2 separate regions of the Sus scrofa genome follow, and region 1 is linked to region 2. Evidence: chromatin contacts called from public HiChIP or PLAC-seq data. All regions are on one chromosome and are shown on one strand. Each heading gives the region's core, a stretch centred on a gene start, on an enhancer-like site or on the middle of the called end of the contact. The rest is flanking DNA. Distances are from core to core; before and after follow the strand shown.

Evidence for each region. HiChIP or PLAC-seq counts read pairs in DNA pulled down with a chosen protein or histone mark.
Region 1: a contact with region 2 is called in an H3K27ac HiChIP or PLAC-seq map of skeletal muscle, with 5 times the contacts expected there. The contact joins two enhancer-like sites. A contact is called at or near these places in 3 of 47 Hi-C or Micro-C datasets (epiblast stem cells and skeletal muscle) and 2 of 2 datasets of contacts at active chromatin or transcription factors (alveolar macrophages and skeletal muscle).

The regions. Positions count from the first base shown.
Region 1 is chr3:113,005,822-113,008,521 of Sscrofa11.1, reverse strand. All of the region lies in intron 8 of KIF3C (kinesin-like protein KIF3C), which reads right to left. Among named protein-coding and RNA genes, the nearest start is that of ASXL2, 38 kb to the left of the region's middle. Within about 2 kb of position 1,396, at least 24 of the 83 cell types and tissues checked have an H3K27ac peak or open chromatin away from gene starts, as enhancers often do. A contact at or near this core is called in skeletal muscle, where this site is marked.
Region 2 is chr3:112,727,480-112,730,179 of Sscrofa11.1, reverse strand. It overlaps HADHB (hydroxyacyl-CoA dehydrogenase/3-ketoacyl-CoA thiolase/enoyl-CoA hydratase (trifunctional protein), beta subunit), which reads left to right. Exons shown (of 16, transcript NM_001348972.1): 6 at 372-471. Among named protein-coding and RNA genes, the nearest start is that of HADHB, 24 kb to the left of the region's middle. Within about 2 kb of position 1,324, at least 26 of the 83 cell types and tissues checked have an H3K27ac peak or open chromatin away from gene starts, as enhancers often do. A contact at or near this core is called in skeletal muscle, where this site is marked.

The sequences.
Region 1 (2,700 bases), core at 147-2,646, 280 kb before region 2:
AAAATAAAATAAAGTGGCTGTATCTATGAAGACGTTTCCATTGCTCTATATTCCTGGCCGACTCATGGTATGTTAGACATTTTACTTTCAGCAACTTAAGGAGTGTGAGGAATTTTACTACTCAAAGCAAACACACAAAAAAGACAGAAAACAAGAGAGTTATTTACATTAAAAAAAAAATACAGGATTTTGCACCTGTGTTATATGGAAGTTCTCAGGCTAGGGGTTGAATCAGAGCTGCAGCTGCTGGCCTATGCCACAGCCACAGAAATGCCACATCTGAGCCACATCTGTGACCGCATCTGTGACTCAGTGGATGCTTAATCCACGAAGTGAGGCCTGCATCCTCACCGACACTATGTCAAGTTCTTAACTCGCTGAGCCACAACAGGAATTTCCTGAGTTTGTCATTTTACCCTGGGCAGCTTCCATGTGTACACAAGGTATGCATGTCAATAAACTTGCTTTTATTTCTCTTGTTAAAAAAAAAAAAAAAAGTACAGGATTTGGAGTCAGACAGATCTGCGTTTGAACTTGGCTCTACCCCTTAGAGCTCTGTTACCTTGGGAAGTGGCTTATGATCTCTGAGCCTAGCTATCTCATTCTTATCAAACAGAATGGCTGAGATTAATCCAGAAAATCACTCAGCACAGTACCCCACAGAAGGGCTCCACACATGGCAGCTGCGATGACTATTTATTCTCAATTCCATGTGCTAATTTCAAGCAGGGATACAAATGAGCAATGAAAAAAGCCAAAAGGCAGACAGTTAGAAGACAGAAGAGAAGAAACAGGCTGGGTAATTCAGAGATAGGACATTCTGTCCTTGAATAGTAGAACAAGCCGTACAGGAGCCGACAGAGCAACGCCTGCCTTCTGCAGCACAGAGGAATGAGAAGCAACACTCTCGGGGTTTTTAACCAAGGGCACATACAAAAGCACTGGATCCCACGTCGGGCCCCTGCTGACCCCTCTTCACAGCTGAAAACAAGGAAGGATGAGGCTGTAGAGGCCCCGGTTTGTTCTGCTGCTGCGCACCCTCTGAGAGGTGGGAGGGCTGTGCCCAGGAACAGCGGCAGCGCTGAGGGAGGGAGCAGGAACACCCGTCACAGAACAACTTGGCAATTGCAAGGAGCATCTATGCCCACTGGAGCTTTACAGCAACCTCCTGAGGTGTAGACAGGGCAGATCAAGAGGCTCAGAAAGCAAAGTGCCTTTAGGGTCCAAAGTCCTACAACTGGGAAGAGGCTCAGAACTGAACCTTCCCAAATACTCTTCTTCTGATGCTGGGCTGTCTTTGAGGGAGCACCCACAGAACAGTCTGGGCCTGCATGTCCCTTGCAGGCTGCAAGCTCTGGGAACAGGACAGGGGGACAGGGCTGGGCGAGCAAAGCAGTGGATGAGCGTGAATTGGCAGCCTGACCCAATAAAGATGCCAGGGCTATTCTGGGTGGCGGGCAGGCAGAAGGGGGTGGGGGAGGGGAGTCTGTAACTGGGACACCGAACTTCCCATGTCCTCTCTTCTGCTCCAGGCCTTCTTGCCCTGATTGATCCCTTTGTAGTAAGCGAGTTGTGGCTGACAGCCCCTGAGTGGAGGCCTGGCTCTGCATGTATTCATCCCCCCACCCCACCCCCGCCGAAAGAAACCCAGTTATCCTGTGCTTAGCAGATCCTTCAGCGTTCTCTTAGGACCCTCCCTCGACACAGCTGCTATCACAGTCTTCTTTCTTCCCTTACTGTTAAAAAGCCCTCTCTCAGCCTCACGGCAGAGGCTGACCCCAATCTCACTACCAGCTCGGTCAGCTCGCCGCCTTCCCTCTCCTGCCCTGAGAACCAGCAGCCAGCCTCACAGGATGTATTTTCCAAGTCCTTTACAAGCACCTGCCGCAGCAAATCCGACTTTTCTGCATGATCGGGCCCCTTCGGCCCTGCAGGTCAGCTGTCCACCTCGCAGCATCCCCTGCGCGAATAAGATCCCGCTCCTCTCCCAGGGGCCCTTCACACGGCCCACAACCTGCCTGGGAAGGCAGACACTGTGCCCTGTTGCAGATTCTTCTGCAGCTGTCCTGGGCCTGTGAATGAATCTAGGGACTCAACCCAGAGCTGAGAATGTTCTGACTGAGGTAAACGTTGCCTCTGTAATGAAACCAGTGTAACTTTCTATCCCGATTCTATTTAGAGCCAGGAATGCGCTGGCGTTCTCCCTCTCCCCCCCCCCCCCCCCCCCCGCCCCGGCTTCTCCCTCGCTCCCTCTCCCTCTCTCTCCCTCTCTCAATTTGGAGGCAGCCTGTATAAAAAAAATCAAAATCTGGAATTCCTGTCATGGATCAGCGGAAACGAATCCAACTAGTATCTTTGAGGATACGGGTTTGATCCCTGGCCTCACTCAGTGGGTTAAGGATCCTGTGTTGCTGTGGCTGTGGCTGTGGTGTAGGCGGTCAGCTGTAGCTCTGATTTGACCCCTATCCTGGGAACCTCCATATGCCGTGGGTGTGGTGCTAAAGTAAAAAAATAAAATAAAATAAATAAATAAATCAACATCTGAAACAAAAGCAACACACTGCATTGTCCTTCTATGGCACTTCTAAGGGATGACGGCAAGCCGGTTTCCCCAGAGCCCCCACAATCATCCTACTGGCTTACTGGTAGGAGTGGAACCATTTCTGGATCATCTCCTCTGTGCCAAGTATTGACCTACAG
Region 2 (2,700 bases), core at 75-2,574:
CGGATTCGTTAACCACTGCGCCACGACTGGAACTCCTTTCTTTTTTTTTTTTTTTTTTTTGTCTTTTTGTCTTTTTTTTGTTGTTGTTGTTGTTGTTTGTTTCAAAATTTTTATAGAATATATTCTAATTATTTTTAATTATTCCTATTTAACTTCTCATTGCCAATAGAGCATCACCTTTTGACTTTGTAAATCATTTGTCATTTCTTTGACATGGTGCTGCATGTTTATCAAATTAAGGAAAAGATACAGTCTTTACTCCTTTAAATTCAAGGTTAACCTTTTTAAAGAACTGTATTGTTTTATGTGATGATCTGTGACATTATTTTGAATGTGTAAAATGTTTCTTTGCTTTGGATTTCCGCTCTCAGGGGTTTGTTGCATCGGACCAGTGTCCCAAAGGACGTTGTTGATTATCTTGTCTTTGGCACAGTTATACAGGAAGTGAAAACAAGCAATGTGGCTAGAGAGGTGAGTTAAAGAAACCGTACATTGTTTAAAGAGATTTATAGGAGGATCTACTTAAATTTTAATTAATAAAATTTGTTCTTTAAATCTGTTAAAATTTGTTGAAGTTACATTTGACTTAAAATGTGATTTTATTACTTGAATTATTTTGTATTTAAAAGAACTATAGGAGTCCCTTAATGGCTCAGCAGGTTAGCAGTCTGGCTATGTCAGTGCCGTGGGTTTGGTCCCTGATTTGGGAATTTCTGCATGCTGTGGGTGCAGCCAAAATAAATCAAATAAATTTTAAAAATAAAAGAATTATACTGTAAATCAAATGACATACACTGTATTTATACTGTATTTATACTATACACTAAATCACATCAATTATTTGAGCTGGTTTGGGTTATGTTCATTTGTTTTTCTTTTAGGAAAATAGATATTATGGCAAAGCATGGCTAATGTGACTTTTAGTGATGTTAGGTATCATGGCCTCTTAATTAACTTAAAATTTCAACACTTTGCAAAGAACTTATTTCATAGTATGGTTTTTGTTAGAGGTAGCTGTGCTTATTCATTTGTTTCCATTGACTAGATGACACATAGGGCGGGTTTTTTTTAAAAGCTATTTCACAGGAGTTTACTTTTACCCTACTTGGCAAAGCTCCATGTAGTGTTTATTGGACAAACGAGATAATCACAGGCCTCGGAAACTTCTGTGGCATGTCCTCCAGGCATTTCATAATAAATAGTCCAAATACATTTTCTGGGCTTTATTTCATTTTGAAAGTGACTGGATAAAGTTAGCTCCAGAGCACAGAGACAAGTTTGTGCTTGTCATGTTATGGTGTTCAGTATAGTTGGAAGAGCAGTAACGTCCATAACTTCAGCTAAGAGAAGGGAAAATGAGCAGGATTGAAAGTATTTGTTTTGCCCCGTGTTTTTTCACTTATCAGTAAACGTTAAAACTGCTGAAGCCCTAGTGTTACAGGTGTTACAGGAGTTCACAAAAATCAACCACTGTGTGTTGTTAGGCAGGAAAGAAGAACAAGAAGGCTTTTACCCCTCCTGTTTTTTTGGTTTTATCTTGAGCCTTTACACTTCTAAATGTATTGAATACGGCAATTTTAGGAGTATATCAGTTATTCGTAATACATTTTTTAACTTTCATTATCTGAAAAAAAGTGACTCTTAGATGAGCACTTAAAAAATAAATATTAAATCTGTTTAAATTTTCCATTTCTATTCTATCCCAACACTTAAAGCCATGATGGGTTTTTTTTTTTTCTGATTTTTTTCTTTTTTTTTTGGAAAAAAATCTTAGTTTTTGATTGACATGACTCACTTGTGGTTCAGGCAGTTTTCCAGAATGTCATCGACTTGCACTCCTTATATTTGGCATGTTTTCCAACTCAGTTTTGCAGTGAATCTGCAGTGTCCCATCTAAAGTACCAGGCATCAGGGCAGAGACAAATACTAATACTAAATTTTAATTGAGGAGCTGTGCTATAAGAATGTTTCTCTAAAGTTGTCTGTAACCTAAAAGCTATCATTACTTGGAGCTAGAGAATTTTTTAAGAATTTGTTGTCTGTGTTGATAACATAATGATGGAATCCTGAAAGGCTTCTGGTGCTGAATTCCCAGGAACCTGACTTTACTGAAAGGCCTCAGCATATTTCCCTGCTCTCCAGCTTCACTAAGAGGCATCTTCCTCCTTTCTCCTCTTTGTACTTCCAGGAGCATAAGCTTTGCCGGGAGAGCCACTTAGACTTTAAATAGAAGCATGTGGACAAGGTTCACTAGCAGCCACTTCTATTTAAAGTTCCTTCAGGCCTGAGAGTCAGCTGGGGCCAAGGATGTGGCACACGCTACCAAGGGCCTCGTGAGGATCAGGCTATTATGACCTGAGTGCCCTTTACACCTGCCCCACTGGGAAGTTCTCCCCAGCCCCCGAGACTTGCCTCTATTTTCCTTTTGGGTTGGTTTACACTGAGAGGCTGATGTGCAATTGCCGGGGGACAGTTTTCAGCAAAGTGTGTTGAACATTTTGTATCAGGCCTACCTAGAAAGGCCAGTAGGGCCGTGTTGCAGGAACACTTGTAACACATTTCTGTTTTTATAGATTGTGGCACATAGTGGTAAATGTGGTAAATAGTACAAGTCGTGTACGTATGAAGCTAAAAATCAATTAAGAAGCATTGAATCCCTTTCATCTCAGCTTTGGAAACGTTTATAGTAGATCTTATATT